Linked DNA regions of Mus musculus: regions 2, 3, 4 and 5 are each linked to region 1. Evidence: chromatin contacts called from public HiChIP or PLAC-seq and promoter capture Hi-C data. All regions are on one chromosome and are shown on one strand. Each heading gives the region's core, a stretch centred on a gene start, on an enhancer-like site or on the middle of the called end of the contact. The rest is flanking DNA. Distances are from core to core; before and after follow the strand shown. Region 1 holds the start of Ttll12 (tubulin tyrosine ligase-like family, member 12). Region 2 holds the start of 1700001L05Rik (RIKEN cDNA 1700001L05 gene). Region 3 overlaps Pacsin2 (protein kinase C and casein kinase substrate in neurons 2). Region 4 has its middle 16 kb from the start of Gm33324. Region 5 holds the start of Pacsin2 (protein kinase C and casein kinase substrate in neurons 2).

The links. Promoter capture Hi-C pulls out the DNA fragments that hold promoters and counts their contacts. HiChIP or PLAC-seq counts read pairs in DNA pulled down with a chosen protein or histone mark. Capture Hi-C pulls out chosen DNA fragments and counts their contacts.
Region 2: a contact with region 1 is called in a promoter capture Hi-C map of hematopoietic stem and progenitor cells. The contact joins the promoter of 1700001L05Rik here to the promoter of Ttll12 in region 1. A contact is called at or near these places in 20 of 39 promoter capture datasets (the 3T3-L1 cell line, 3T3-L1-derived adipocytes, the C10 cell line and 12 more), 8 of 484 Hi-C or Micro-C datasets (the C2C12 cell line, CD4 T cells, CD8 T cells and 5 more), 6 of 115 datasets of contacts at active chromatin or transcription factors (the NIH/3T3 cell line, bone marrow-derived macrophages, embryonic stem cells and 2 more) and 2 of 9 other capture datasets (adipose tissue and liver).
Region 3: a contact with region 1 is called in an HNF4G HiChIP or PLAC-seq map of pancreatic cancer cells. The contact joins the enhancer-like site here to the promoter of Ttll12 in region 1. A contact is called at or near these places in 2 of 484 Hi-C or Micro-C datasets (Sertoli cells and nephron progenitors), 1 of 115 datasets of contacts at active chromatin or transcription factors (pancreatic cancer cells) and 2 of 9 other capture datasets (adipose tissue and liver).
Region 4: an H3K4me3 HiChIP or PLAC-seq map of craniofacial prominence shows a contact between it and region 1, with 3 times the contacts expected there. The contact joins the enhancer-like site here to the promoter of Ttll12 in region 1. A contact is called at or near these places in 6 of 484 Hi-C or Micro-C datasets (Sertoli cells, cranial neural crest, embryonic retina and 2 more) and 8 of 115 datasets of contacts at active chromatin or transcription factors (craniofacial prominence, embryonic forebrain, embryonic hindbrain and 5 more).
Region 5: a promoter capture Hi-C map of pancreatic islet shows a contact between it and region 1. The contact joins the promoter of Pacsin2 here to the promoter of Ttll12 in region 1. A contact is called at or near these places in 2 of 39 promoter capture datasets (3T3-L1-derived adipocytes and pre-B cells), 2 of 484 Hi-C or Micro-C datasets (CD8 T cells and olfactory sensory neurons), 2 of 115 datasets of contacts at active chromatin or transcription factors (memory CD8 T cells and microglia) and 3 of 9 other capture datasets (adipose tissue, liver and pancreatic islet).

Annotation. Positions count from the first base shown.
Region 1 is chr15:83,593,886-83,596,438 of GRCm38.p6, forward strand. It overlaps Ttll12 (tubulin tyrosine ligase-like family, member 12), which reads right to left and starts at 1,272. Exons shown (of 14, transcript NM_183017.2): 1 at 1,064-1,272. The coding sequence starts at 1,225. Gm52182 (a long non-coding RNA gene) reads left to right here. Exons shown (of 2, transcript XR_003951515.1): 2 at 452-1,561.
Region 2 is chr15:83,366,025-83,368,577 of GRCm38.p6, forward strand. It overlaps 1700001L05Rik (RIKEN cDNA 1700001L05 gene), which reads right to left and starts at 1,273. Exons shown (of 4, transcript NR_027980.1): 1 at 966-1,273.
Region 3 is chr15:83,409,264-83,411,816 of GRCm38.p6, forward strand. All of the region lies in intron 1 of Pacsin2 (protein kinase C and casein kinase substrate in neurons 2), which reads right to left. Among named protein-coding and RNA genes, the nearest start is that of Gm41368, 25 kb to the left of the region's middle. Within about 2 kb of position 1,283, at least 101 of the 459 cell types and tissues checked have an H3K27ac peak or open chromatin away from gene starts, as enhancers often do. A contact at or near this core is called in Sertoli cells, adipose tissue, liver and 1 more, where this site is marked.
Region 4 is chr15:83,739,963-83,742,515 of GRCm38.p6, forward strand. No RefSeq gene overlaps it. Among named protein-coding and RNA genes, the nearest start is that of Gm33324, 16 kb to the right of the region's middle. Within about 2 kb of position 1,274, at least 25 of the 459 cell types and tissues checked have an H3K27ac peak or open chromatin away from gene starts, as enhancers often do. A contact at or near this core is called in craniofacial prominence and embryonic limb bud, where this site is marked.
Region 5 is chr15:83,463,319-83,465,871 of GRCm38.p6, forward strand. It overlaps Pacsin2 (protein kinase C and casein kinase substrate in neurons 2), which reads right to left and starts at 1,288. Exons shown (of 11, transcript NM_001159509.1): 1 at 1,141-1,288.

The DNA.
Region 1 (2,553 bases), core at 22-2,521:
ATGAGCCTCGACCAATGATGTAGTAATATCTGATAATCAGACTGAAGTAGAGAAATCACTTAATACTCCACCTACCAAACCGGTCACTACAGCTGCTTGCCCTGGGGCTGACGGCCAGTTATAACCTCACGGTATTGCCCAGGACCATCAACAATGTAACACTAGCACAAGGCTGGCTCCTCCTCTTTTACTGTCCCACAGGGCTAAGGATTGAGGCGCCTCCCAACCGCCAGCATGCTATAGTGAGCTGCAGTACAGCCCTACGTATAGGCTTAACCAGGAAATATCTGGCCCATACACAGTGTGGAACTAGATCAAAGAGGGTAAGCCTACCCCATTGAGAGGCACCGGGGAATCCTAGCTTTTGGACTCTCCCAGTCACCTGAAGGCTTAGTGGGTCTCAGATAGGAGGTGGTGTCCTGTGAAAAACCAAGCTCTTGCTTCGCAAAAGACCCTCCGCCCAGCCTAGCAGCTGCTGTCTTCATCACCCAAACCCTGTTCTCCGACGGAAGAAGCCGGGCACCCCGTGGAAGCCTAGCTCAGGTGAAGGATGGAGCCATTCTCTCAAAAGATGGGGGAGACCTTCTAAACCCTCTCTTAGCGTCGTCTCCATGTCTCAGGGCCTCCATTCTCTTTAGTGTACAAAGGGAGACCTGCTACTCACGCCGTGGGAAACAACTCCACAGAGTTCTACGGACTAAGCAGAGCTGCACAGAGCTGACTGAAATGATGCCGGTGTAGCTTGAATCTAACAGGAGCTCCTGCATCCGCCGGAGCCTCAGTTTCCTCATCCGTAAGTGGAGTCGCGAGTTCTACTCTTAATATATCAACCGAGGCGTTGGGATGCTGCGAGCCAAGCGCATGCCGGTTTGCAGGTCCCTGCGCATCCTCGGCGGGCCCATAACCCTGCAGGATGGCGGCACAGGCGCATCTCTCGGCCTGTACCCTTCTGACTCCCAGGTACATCCTGCTCCTGAACTTATAAGTGGCTCCCCTTCAGAGCTGCTGAGCTGTGCTCCCCACTCGACCGCATAGCCTGCCCGCAGCCCGTGCCATCTCGTACCTCGTGCTCCAGCTTGTGCAGAAGGCGGCCCCATAGTCGCTCTGGGACTCCCGAGGCGCGCAGCGTAGGGCCGTGCAGCGACACGAACTCGTCCAGCAGCCGCGCGTTCAGCCTCTCGGCGCGGCCGGGACTGCCAGGCTGCGGCCCGGACTGGATCTCCATAGTGCTCGGAAGAGCACGGCGCCGCCCACCGCAGGATTTAAGCGGACGGCGCGCACGCGCCTGCGTCCTGGGTTGCGAGGTTCCAAGAGTGCGCACGCGCGCTGGGGGCGTGTCTTCTCCATTCATCCCAGGACTGCCGCGAGGGATTCTGGGAACGCTGCTTAGAAGCCCCAGAGAGTCAGAATCAGGAGAGATTGTCCTCAAGGAGCCGGTGAAGCTGAGATGGGGAGGGGGTCGGGAAGAGGCAGAAGGTGCTCCCCCTTGCGCTGGTTGCAATCTTGTTTCGCCTGAATTTTTTTTTTAATTTTAGTTTAAAATTTTTATTTTTTTATTTTACGTGTGTGAGTGCTTTTATTTTACGTGTATGAGTGTGTATGTAAGTGCATATATGGCTCATGAAGGTTAGGAGACTGCGTCAGGTCCCTTGGAACTGGAATTACACATGGGGTGCTGGGATCCAAACCGGGTCATCTGCAAGAGCAGTTAACTACTAAGCCATTTTCCCAGACTTGTTTTGTTTTATTTTGTTTTGGTGTGTGTGTGTGTGTGTGTGTTTGTGTGTGTGTCACAGCGCACTTGTGGAAAGCAAAGAACAAAACATTGTAGAGTCTGTTCTCTTTCCATTTTTATCAAACGCAAGTCATTAAGATTGCATGGCAAATGCTTTACCACTGAGCCATTTGCTAGGGCTTGGTTATCATCATCATATTGCCACAGGGTCACATTCAGCTCAGACTAATCTGACCAAGAAACTCACTTTGTTTCGAAGGCTGGCCTTGAACCCTTCCTCCCTCCACCTGTCAAGCATTGGGAGACACCAGCGTGTGGGGATCCTAGTTATATCTCAAAGGTGGACAGATCTTTCTAGGGATTGGAGGAGCCTTCTCAGTCCTTGGAATGCCTTGTTGAATTCAAAGGTTGTGATAACTTGGTGTGCCATCAAAAGGGTTATTCCACAAGTGCAGAGATCAGCTTGCCTCTGCCTCCCAAGTGTTGGGATTAAAGGCATAAGTTACCACCTCCAGCCGCTTTCTTGCTTCCTGTCTATCGAGGAAAAGAGAGCCCTAAATTCAGAGAAAGACTCTGTCTCAAGAAATTAAGCAGAGAAAGGCAGATGAGGATACCCAATATCTTCTTTTAGCCTCCACTTGCACATGGCACACTCCCTCCCTGTATGCATGGACTCATATACCCACAAGCCCTCAACAATCAATCAATGACTGCATGGATCATTTCATCATATAATTTGCTAGATGGAGATGAGATAGAGGGTAGTTTAAAATTTTTTTCAATAGATGTATGTGATGGTTTGAATATCCTTGCATAAG
Region 2 (2,553 bases), core at 23-2,522, 230 kb before region 1:
AGGCTGTGGCTTTGCACTGATGAGGGCTTACTCATGGGGCCTAGGGAGAGTTATCAATATAATTACTGTATTAGCAACACTCTATTGTATATGTAATGTGCAGTGAAGAGAACTTAGGTCTGTAAGCTATATCCTACTCTACTTGCCTCTAAACCTTCAGTAAGAAACCTAACACATAAATGAATGCTGACCAGGATGGTACCCAGCGGGTACACTGTCCCTTACAATGCACTGGGCAGTGGCTGTAGCTCACAGGACAGACCCTTGGGTATGATTCTTCTCTGCACTGACCATTTGCCCAATCATCCTCCACCTTTTGTGCAATCTCTTTTACCAAGGTAGTCTATGTGACCAGTAAAATGTGGAAAAAAGACAACATACAATTTTCAAGATTAGGTTATAAAAGGCACTATGGTAAACTGGGTGGTGGTGGCACACAGAGCCAGGCAGAGCGCTTTGAGTTCCAAGACCAGCCTGGTCTATACAGTGAGATCCGGGACAGTTAGGGTTACACAGACAAAATGTCTCAAATAAATAAATAAATAAATAAATAAATAAATAAATAAGGGGAAGCTCCATGGAAACAGCATGGTGGCACACACCAAAAATCCCAGCACTTGAGAGGCTGAGGCCGGAAGATTGGTAGTTTAAGGCCAGCGGGTCACTTCTAAATAATCATGATTCGAGGACCCTCGGAGAGTCCTGTGGAGAAAAGTGACAAGGGTGCGGCACTAGCTCAACAGCTAGAGGGGGACGCGACCAGGCGTGCCAGTTAAGTGAGGTGCTGTTAACTTTTCCTGGGGAGACGCCACCAAACCCCAAAAAACCCCTGGGGGACACGAACCACAGCCCAAAGCGCGATTTCACAGAAGTCTCTACAACTCGGCGAGACAGAAGTCTCTACAACTCGGCGAGACCCGTGAGGGTACTGGACGTGTACGGAGCACCAGTGACGGGTTACTCACGGGCGAGGGCGAGCAGTGCTCCAAGTCACTCAGAACCCGCGTGGGCGAATACGACCGTTGACCAACCGGGCGCCTTCTCCTCCTCCTCCCACGTCCATTGCCGGGTTCCGGGCTCGCCAGGCGGCCTCTATGTGGTTGCTAAGCACGAAGCGCAGGCGGTAGAAGATGGCCAGTATGTCCTGATTGCCAAGGTTCCCCATGGCCACCTGACGATCCAGAGGCATGGCGCCCGGACCGAGCAGGACCTCCTGAGATTAACTGTTACCGCCGCCGCCTCAGAGACCAACTGCCGTGGGCGCGCGCTCACAGCGCGTGGAAGTAAGCTCCGCCCCCAACGCCCCGCCCCCCAGCCCCGCCCACACCCAGCGCCCCAGCCACTCTTCTTCTGCCTCTCGCGCAGGCCGCTCTGGCCCTGCCCCCTCAAGCCCCGCCTCCTGCTCGTCGCCCACGTGCCGCTCGTTCTGTTCCCGCCCTTACTGCCCTCACTGCCCTCACGTGCGCAGACGCCAAGTGCTCAGGTGCGCCTGCGCCTCTACAGAAAGCGAAGGGGTGGCCAAAGCAGGACTTTACCCTCACGCTGTACTGTCACTGGTCCTGTTTTATTCTCCGCTAAAGCCAAACCCTGAATCTGTGGTAGAAAATTATTATTATTATTGTTATTATTTTTTGTAGAAAATTTTGGTTTTGGTTACTGGAGAGACCGCTCAGTAATTAAGAGCGCTGAGTGTTCTTCAAGAGGACCCAAAGTTGGATTGTCAACATTGACAACCTCAGTTGGAGGGGGACTTCACACCCTCTTCTGGCCTCCACACACAGGCAATAGGCACTATAGGCTCGTGGTACAGATATACATAAATACAGGCAAAGCACAGTAACAGGAAATAAAAATCATATATACATATACATAAACATACACACACACATATATATATATGGAGAGAGAGAGAGAGAGAGAGATGGGGGTCGTATGTAATCCAATTTAGCATCGAACTCATGTAGTTGAGGATGAAGCTGACTTTTTGATCCTTCTGCCTCCATAAACCGAGTGTTGGAAGGACAGACATGCATCACCACCGTGTTTCTGCTCGGATGGAAGGGTATCCTGGGACTTGGAAGCCCAGGAATCACAGCTACTCCTGAGCAAGGGGGAGGGGGCTTCTCTGGAATGTGGCTGATATGTCCAATGAGATATTAACTATGAATATCTGTGTATATGCTTGTGGTCATCTGAGAGTCCTGGAGCTGGTGACCCTCTGGAAGAGCCTTAGACTATCTTAAGTAATGAGCCATCTTTCCAGCACCCCACGAGCTTAGCTAGCACCTGGGCTCCACCCCAAGCTTACAGGACACCAGTAACTGGAAGGCTGAAACTCCAAGCAGGTGCCTCTTTTAGAAGGGTGTGGGGTAGCTGGAAGGCTGAAACTCCAAGCAGGTGCCTCTTTTAGAAGGGTGTGGGGTAGCTGGAGAACCTGGCCTCAGGTAGGGTGCAGCTGTAGAAGAAGAGGTTTGAGAGTCAAGTTCAGCTGGCTGCTTGCCAGCTCCCTGGCTTTCAGCATTTTCTTCTCCAGGGGTGCCCTTTGCGCCTCTG
Region 3 (2,553 bases), core at 33-2,532, 180 kb before region 1:
CAGGCCACTTTCTGTCCCATGGGTACACAAGCTTCTTTCTTACTCATTACCTGCACAGAATATTCTTCAGTCCCTAGGAAATGTCTGCCTCTTCCGAGTCACTGTGCAGCCCCAGGGTGAGGTGGGCAGCCAGCAGTCTTTAAATAAGTGTACACAGTTAGTCATTCATTCCACAAACATCTCCCACATACTAGCAACTGTCCTAAACTGCTAACAGTCTCTGTCCTCCTGGAGTTGATATTCTCCCTAGGATACCCTGCCATGCAGCTAAGTGACAGAGCCACACAGTGTGCTAAATTCTAGGACAGAGGAAATATAGGTGCTAGGGAAAGAAGTGTGAGGGACAGGGACTTGGTGAGATCAAGTATGTCCTCAGAAGACTCCAAAAGACGGGAAGTAGGGACAGGTACCTCTCAGTAAAGGGACAGGAGAGTGACGGGCCTGCTATGTACTAGGCTCAGGGAGGTCAGCACCAAAAGCTGCAGAGGGACCAATGGGATCTCACCTACAGGATGCACAGTAACTTGGACTGGACCTCTGCACTTAGCTTTTCAGAACTAAAACCACGCAGTAAGACATGCTATTTAAAACCAAGCATGGGGCACTTAAGAGCATTTACTGCTCTTGCAGGTGATGCCAGTTTGGTTCCCAGGATCCACGTCAGACAGCTCACAACCATCTGAACACCTAGCTCCAGGGGAATCCGATGTGTCTGGCCTCTTTGGGCACCTGTGCCTCATACACATGTCCCCTTTCACTCACACATACACTCACATAATTAAAAGTAAATCTTAAAAAAAAAAAAAACAAAGCCCAAGCTTGTATATTTTGTATCTGTCCTTAGCTCTGCACATTATCCAACCTCAATGTGAGAAGTTACCATCTATCCTGGGACCTGTTTCAGCTGCAAGTTTACCCTATGGATAAGCTCAGCCAGGAGAGCTAAGAGTTCACTGTGGGACTGTTCAGAAAAAAAAAAAACAACCCTGAAAACTCAGAGCTACTTTGGTGTCCATCAAATGCTGATACTGTAGCGGGGAGAAGTGACTCAGAGGCGTGAGTCTGGCACCAGGGAGGCTGAGGAAGTAGAACCGACAAGGTCAGCTTTCCCAACAGTAAACTCCTGTCTGAGAAAGGAAAGAAAGATGAGAAGAGACTTAAAAGGAGAAGAGGAAATACACTTGAAGCATGGGGCACCAGGCAGCCAGGACAAGGGCTGTGCAGAGATGGAACACAGGCAGCTGCGGGGCAGCATCATACGTGTCCTGCTGGACGGCAGCAACTGTGACCTCTCAAAGCTCATGGCTACACAGTCCTCACTCAGTCACATGTGCCCCTGGCATGGGGAGACTCTACTGTTAACAGCCTCCTGAGCTATTTGAAATGTCATCCAACCACACAGAATGCTTTTGAAAGAAATACCAAACCGGCAAAGACATTTTGTTTCCTGAATGATGCCATGTTGGGATGAAGGGTGGTCCCACATGGCCACATCCCAGGACAAGCCTCCCAGCTTCGAGAGAAATCAGCCCAGTGACCATGCATGCCCCTCCATGGCCTCCACAGCTCCAGCTCTGCTCGCTTCCCACCAAACTGTCAGTCCCCAAGCCTCGCCCTCCCACCCCACCCCCAGAGCACACAGCTCTGACCAAGTGGGTACTCTACTGCCACTGCACTGTAGGTACAGCCAGTTCACGCCTCCTGTCTGCCATGCCCTTCCTGCACTACAGACCTGGGTGAGGCAGGCAGTATCCTAGCCTCAAACTCCCACTCAAAACCACTTTCAATGTCTAACACCTTTTTGTATTTTGTCTGTCTGTCTGCCTGCCTGCCTATCAACAGGGTCTCTCTACATAGCCCTAGCTCTCCTGAAACTCTGTAGATTAGGTTAGCCTCAAACTCACAGAGTTCCATCTACCTCTGCTTCCTGAGTGTTAGGATTAAAGGCTACACCACCACACCACAAATGGGAACTCCGAGGGCGTGGGTCTGTATCACTGCCCTCTTTTCTTCACGGCCTTCTCTGTAGCATCCACGTTTCTTTGGATACCTCACTCTGCTAAAACTTGTCAGACATTTTAGGGGGGGGGGCTGAAGTCTGAGTGACTTTGAATCAGGGAGATGAGATCCACAGAAGGAAACTATTTGAAGAGGTTTTAACTCCAGTGGCTAAAATTACTTTATCAATACACCTGTCCCCTTCCCATTTTATTCTATGTTCTTTTCTTCAAGTCCTTCTAAAGGCTGAAAGAGAGCCCAGCACTACCATATTCATCACAAGTGGGTTCAGCGGCTCAACAACAATGAAAAGCTCAGGCTCTGCTCCCTCCAACCACACAGGCACCCTCCAGCCCAGCTGAGGCCCTCTGCTGCCAGCTTCAGTGTGTGTCCACTCAGTCCCTTAGGAAGAAGGACAGGGGTCCTGCATCTCTTGAGCACACAAACCACCTGGTTCAGGCCTGAGCTAACACATGGCCTCACACCATTGGTTAAGAAGAAACATGTGTTTCAACTCAGCTACCTGGCACAACCTATTTTGCTTCCAATGACTTC
Region 4 (2,553 bases), core at 24-2,523, 150 kb after region 1:
TCTTTCTTTCTTTCTTTCTTTCTTTCTTTCTTTCTTTCTCCCTTTCTTTCTTTCTTTCTTTCTTTCTTTCTTTCTTTCTCCCTTCCTTCCTTTCTTTCTTTCTTTCTTTCTTTCTTTCTTTCTTTCTTTCTTTCTTTCTTTCTCCCTTTCTTTCTTTCTCCATTTCTTTCTCTCTTTTTTCTTTTTTTCTTTCTTTCTTTCTCCCTTTCTTTCTTTCTTTCTTTCTTTCTTTCTTCTTTCTTTCTTTCTTTCTTTCTCCCTTTCTTTCTTTCTTTCTTTCTTTCTTTCTTTCTCTCTTTCTTTCTTTCTTTCTCTCTTTCTTTCTCCATTTCTTTCTTTCTCTCTCTCTCTCTCTCTCTCTCTTTCTTTCTTTCTTTCTTTCTTTCTTTCTTTCTTTCTTCCTTCTTTCTTCCCCCCCCTCCTGTTTGTTTTTGTTTGTTTCTTGCCAATGCTGGGCCTAGAAACTCTTGGGTATGACAGGCAAATGTTCTACCACTGAGATGCATCCCAGCCCCAGCCCCAGCCCCAGCCCCAGCCCTTGGCATTTGAGACATGGTATTGCTTATGTAGACCAGGCTAGCCTTGGGCACACATCCTTCCTGTCCCATCCAGCCTCCCTAGAGCTAGGATCAAGGTGTACCCCACTACCCTATCTGGTAGTGAAGATGTTTTCAAGTATTGAATAAGGTCTGAAGCCTCATTGCTCAGTCAGTTTAAAGCTCCACACCGCTCTTCATCCACAGAGAATTGCTCCGTGTTCCCAAAGCGTCAGGATAGCCCCTCTAAGGCTTTATTTGGACTCTAAATGGTCGATTTCCAGGCAAAGCAGAGAGCGAGAGATCACATTTCCCCCAGCGTTTCCCAGCCCTGCTGTTCATCATCTAGGGACACTGTTGCATCTTTGCGTGGAAAGTCTGTTTTTCTTCCCTCCATCACCTTTAAGACCAGCGAGCTCGTGAGCACTTAACCCTCATCTCTCTTTCCCCAATGATGTTTTCGTCCCTGGCGAGGCCTCCGAGTTCTCTCCCCAGCTCAGAAAGACATTTCCAAGACTATAAATAAGTTCACCTATGTTTTCTTTGAGAACTTTTATGGTTCATTTTTTTTTTTGTTGTTTGTTTAAATGTTGGCTCCATCTGGAATCTATTTGGGTATAAGGGGTGAGGTAGGGATTCAGTTTTATTCTTTCCAGCTGGCTGACTTCCAGTTATCTCGGTGCTTTGCTTTGAACAATGCATTTTCCTCTCCGATAGGAAACACCCACCCGCTCCCATTTCCATGCTGTTTCTGCAGCGCTCCTGCCCGCCTCTGCATGGCCCGAGCTGGCTCCTTTTCCAGTGCAACAGTACTTTTATAAAGGCTGTACCTCCCCAGCCCCTGAACATCTGGTAAAGCCAGCGCTCCTTCCTTACTTCTGTGTCCCCTTACGCTTTCCCTCGCTGGTCTCTTGTGTTTATTTTTCCAGATGAAATTTGGTATCATTTTTGTCAAGTTCCAAAAAATAAAAGAAAATAAAACCCTTGTTGGTTTAAGGGCTTTCCTTACCAGGCAAGCTGCAGAGGTTAACCCCCTGCTCTTAGTCTGGTTGTCAATCTCTCCCCATCCCCCAGTCTGTGGCACTGAAAGGTCATTCTATGTCCCTTAAAAAGTGTATCTTTGGTGATTTGAAAGCTCTACTGACTCCCCACTTAGAGTTTTCCTAATCTTCCCCGGGTTTATTTGTTTTATGAATAATCTTTGTTCAGCATGCGTGATAGATGGGAAGAATGCATTCAAATTGATTTCTTCCCCCCTCCCCCCGCCGTTTATTTATTTATCCTGGGGGAAGTGCGCGCCACGGCTCACAAGTAGAGGTCAGGGGACAGGTTGTGGGAATCAGTTTTCTCATTCCACCATGTGGCCACAGGATTTGAACTCGGGTTGTCAGTCTTGGCCGCAAACACCTTTACCCACCGAGCCATCTCTCTAGCCCTCAAATTGATTTTTTATTTGGAGCTCCATAGTCTTTGCCCCAGGCTGACAACTGTTACCTCCAGTTCTGCTCTGTCCAGCAGATGCCTTCTCTGTTGTCTCAAGGAAGACATTGTCACCTCTTTCAACACCCAAGAGTTCTGATTGCTCCTGTTTCCCAAAATATGCTCTGGATTTTATCGCCCTTTTTATTTCTTCAAACAAGTATGACTTGTGTAGCCTCACAGGAGCCCTGTGAAGAGGGAAGGAAATGTCTGCTTGGGCTGGGACAGCCAGGATGGCCTGACCCCATTAGGCCAGTTGCCAGGGGACAAGGAGGCCACTAGGAGTCAACTCCTCACAGGAGAACTAAATTTCTTCCATGGTGACTGCCTGTCTGTTTCCCTGTCTGCCTATATCCTTGTCTCCCTGTCTGCCTGTCTGTCTGTCTGTCTGCTGTCTGTCTTCTGTCTGTCTACCTATCTCCCTGTCTGCCTATATCCTTGTCTCTCTGTCTGCCTGTCTGCCTATCTCCCTGTCTGTTCTTTGCCAGTCTCCCTGTTAGCCTGTCTCCCTGTCTGCTGTTTGGCTGTCTCCCTGTCT
Region 5 (2,553 bases), core at 38-2,537, 130 kb before region 1:
GATCAGTTTCTTTAAAGCCTCTAAACTGCACACATCACACAAGTTTTTCATGTAGTGGCCTCACGGCTAAAGTAGCATAGCTTCACCAAGGAGACTGCCAAACTCTACAGTTCAGTGTAAATGCACAGACTAGAGTGTTCCAGGAAAGTCAGGAGAACCCCCAACTACGCTAACTCTCAAATCCGGACTTCTGTGGAAAAGTGAATCTGAGCGCCCAGGGACGGAAGAGGGAGGCTAACACAGAACCCAGTTCACCTGGCTGATCCCTTCACCAGGGGCTCCAAGCTGACAATCCCAGAGGTGCAAGACCAGAACTTAAGCAAAGTGGAAAACCTGCAGGGGGTAGGAAGGTGTGAGCTCACGTCCACAACTCGGGATTAAATAGATTTACATCAGGACAGTGCAGAAGTGTTTTTGCTAAACCGCTAATGAGTAGCCCTGGAGACTGTCAGCAACCTACTCCCCCTTCATCACTAAACCTAAGGACAGCTGCGGTCAAGGGAAGCCGACAAGGGCCAGGGATGGTGCACACAGCCCGGACCAAAACTATCTTCCCTCAAGGGGCCAACAAGAACGCAGCACCCCTGGGGCGTGTCTACTTCCAGGTCTAACCTCTAAGGCCTTGAGATCCCTAGCCAGCTCCTCTGGATCCACTCCTGGAAAAAAAGAAAAGTGGACCTTCTCAGAGGGGGTCCGCAAGCCTGGGGTCTTTGGGAAGAGAAGAGAACGCGGCTCTAGAGCCCCCACGGGAGGTAGGAGGGAATTGACGATTCGGATCCACTGAGTCTCGAAAACTATGAAAGTCAAAAAGGACAGCATGCAGCCTTTCCTGTCTCGCCTCACACCCCTAGTTCGTGTTCACCGGTCAGGCTTGGCTCTCACCACGGCGGTCACAGAGTGTGGGGAGGACGGAAATGGAAGGCAAGAGTCTGCAAAGCGCCCCATGAGTGCGTCCGCGTGGGACTCGTCCGCTCCGGCCGCCCTTCGGGCCTCCCGGGCTCCGCCCGCCGGCGCGTGGCCCCCCGCGCGCGGACTAGAAGTTTCGAGCGGCGCGGCCCCGCGCGCTCGGCCCCAGCGCGGCCTGACAGGGGTAGGCGCGGCCACCGACCCGTGTCCCAACCGTCGCGGCGCACCCCTCACCTCGGCCGCCGTTCGCCTCGGGTCCCACTGAGCACGCCGCCCCGGCCGGGCTGCGACTCCGACCCCTTCCCGTTCCGCTCCAACCGAGCTCCCCGGCCCTGCCCAGACCCGCCGCAGCCGCTTCTGCCGCCAGCCGCGACCGCGCCGCCCCCGCCGCGCCCGCTGTGCTCGCCCTATTGGTTGCCTGCATCCAGACCCCGCCCTTCGGCCCAGCGGCGCTCCAGATTGGATAGTCTAAAGCGGAGGCGGCACGCCCCCCCAGAAGCTAAAGGAACTACCTTGGGCTAGCATTAGCGGCCTTTCCTGTCAGTCAAACGAGGAGCTACTACTTAAGCCGCTGAGAGGCCAACACGGGTCACTCCCTGGGAGACGCCCAAAGGACCGGGACTAAAGGACTTTTTTTTAAAGTGGGCCAGAGTTTTGTGGTTTCCCTAGCACCCAGAACAACTGCGGTCCCTGATCTATAATTCAGATAAGGTGGACTTTGAGAAAGTTTCCTCGGATCTGGAGAAATTGCTACTTTTCTAGAGGACCCGGATTCCATTCCAAGTACCTAGTACGTAGAGGCTTACCCTGATCTGAAATTCCAGTTGGAGGGTTATCTGTCTGACGCCCTCTTCTGGCCTTTGTTGGTACCAGGCACGCACGAGGTACAGACATGCTAACACTCATACACACAATTTTTTTTTTTTTTTAAAGAAAGTTTCCTCCAAGCCAGGGATGGTGGCGCACGCGTTTAATCCCAGCACTCAGGAGGCAGAGGCAGGTGGATCTCTGCGTTCATGGCCACTGTGGTCTACATAGTGTGTTACAGGCTAACCAAAAACACAAAAAAGAAGAGGAAGTGGGGTGGAGAGACTTCCCTCCAGAGGATGCCGATATGGCCATCAGAGCACCAGACAATATACAGACTTTCTGCTTCTCACATAGCGCTGCCAGATAGGAGGTTGGCCCTATGAGCAAAGAGAAATAATGAGCCAAAACGGCTAATACCTCGCTGAGCACTACCTCACACAGTCCCGGCCAGGAGGACAGTAAGCGATGCGTGGGTGAGGGTCTGAGAAACTGACAGCAGGTAACTTTCTGGGAACTGTATGGAGTAAAGAGTAAATGGTGGCAGACAGTGGCTAGTGTCTGTAATCCCAGTACTCAAGAGGCGGATACAGGAGAATGGCTGAGAGCTCCAGGCAGCCTACGCAACCGAGTAATTGGAAGAAAGAAAGAAAAAAAGGTAAGGTCAGCCTGGAATATATAGTAAGACCCTGCCTCAACCTCCCTGCAAACAAAACAAAACAGAAAAGGCAGATGTAGTAGGTAGCACTTGGAAGGTAGAACAGGAGGGTCAGGAGTTCAAGGTCATCCCCAGCTACACAGGAAGTCCAGTTTTCAGGCTGGACATAGTGGTACCTGCCT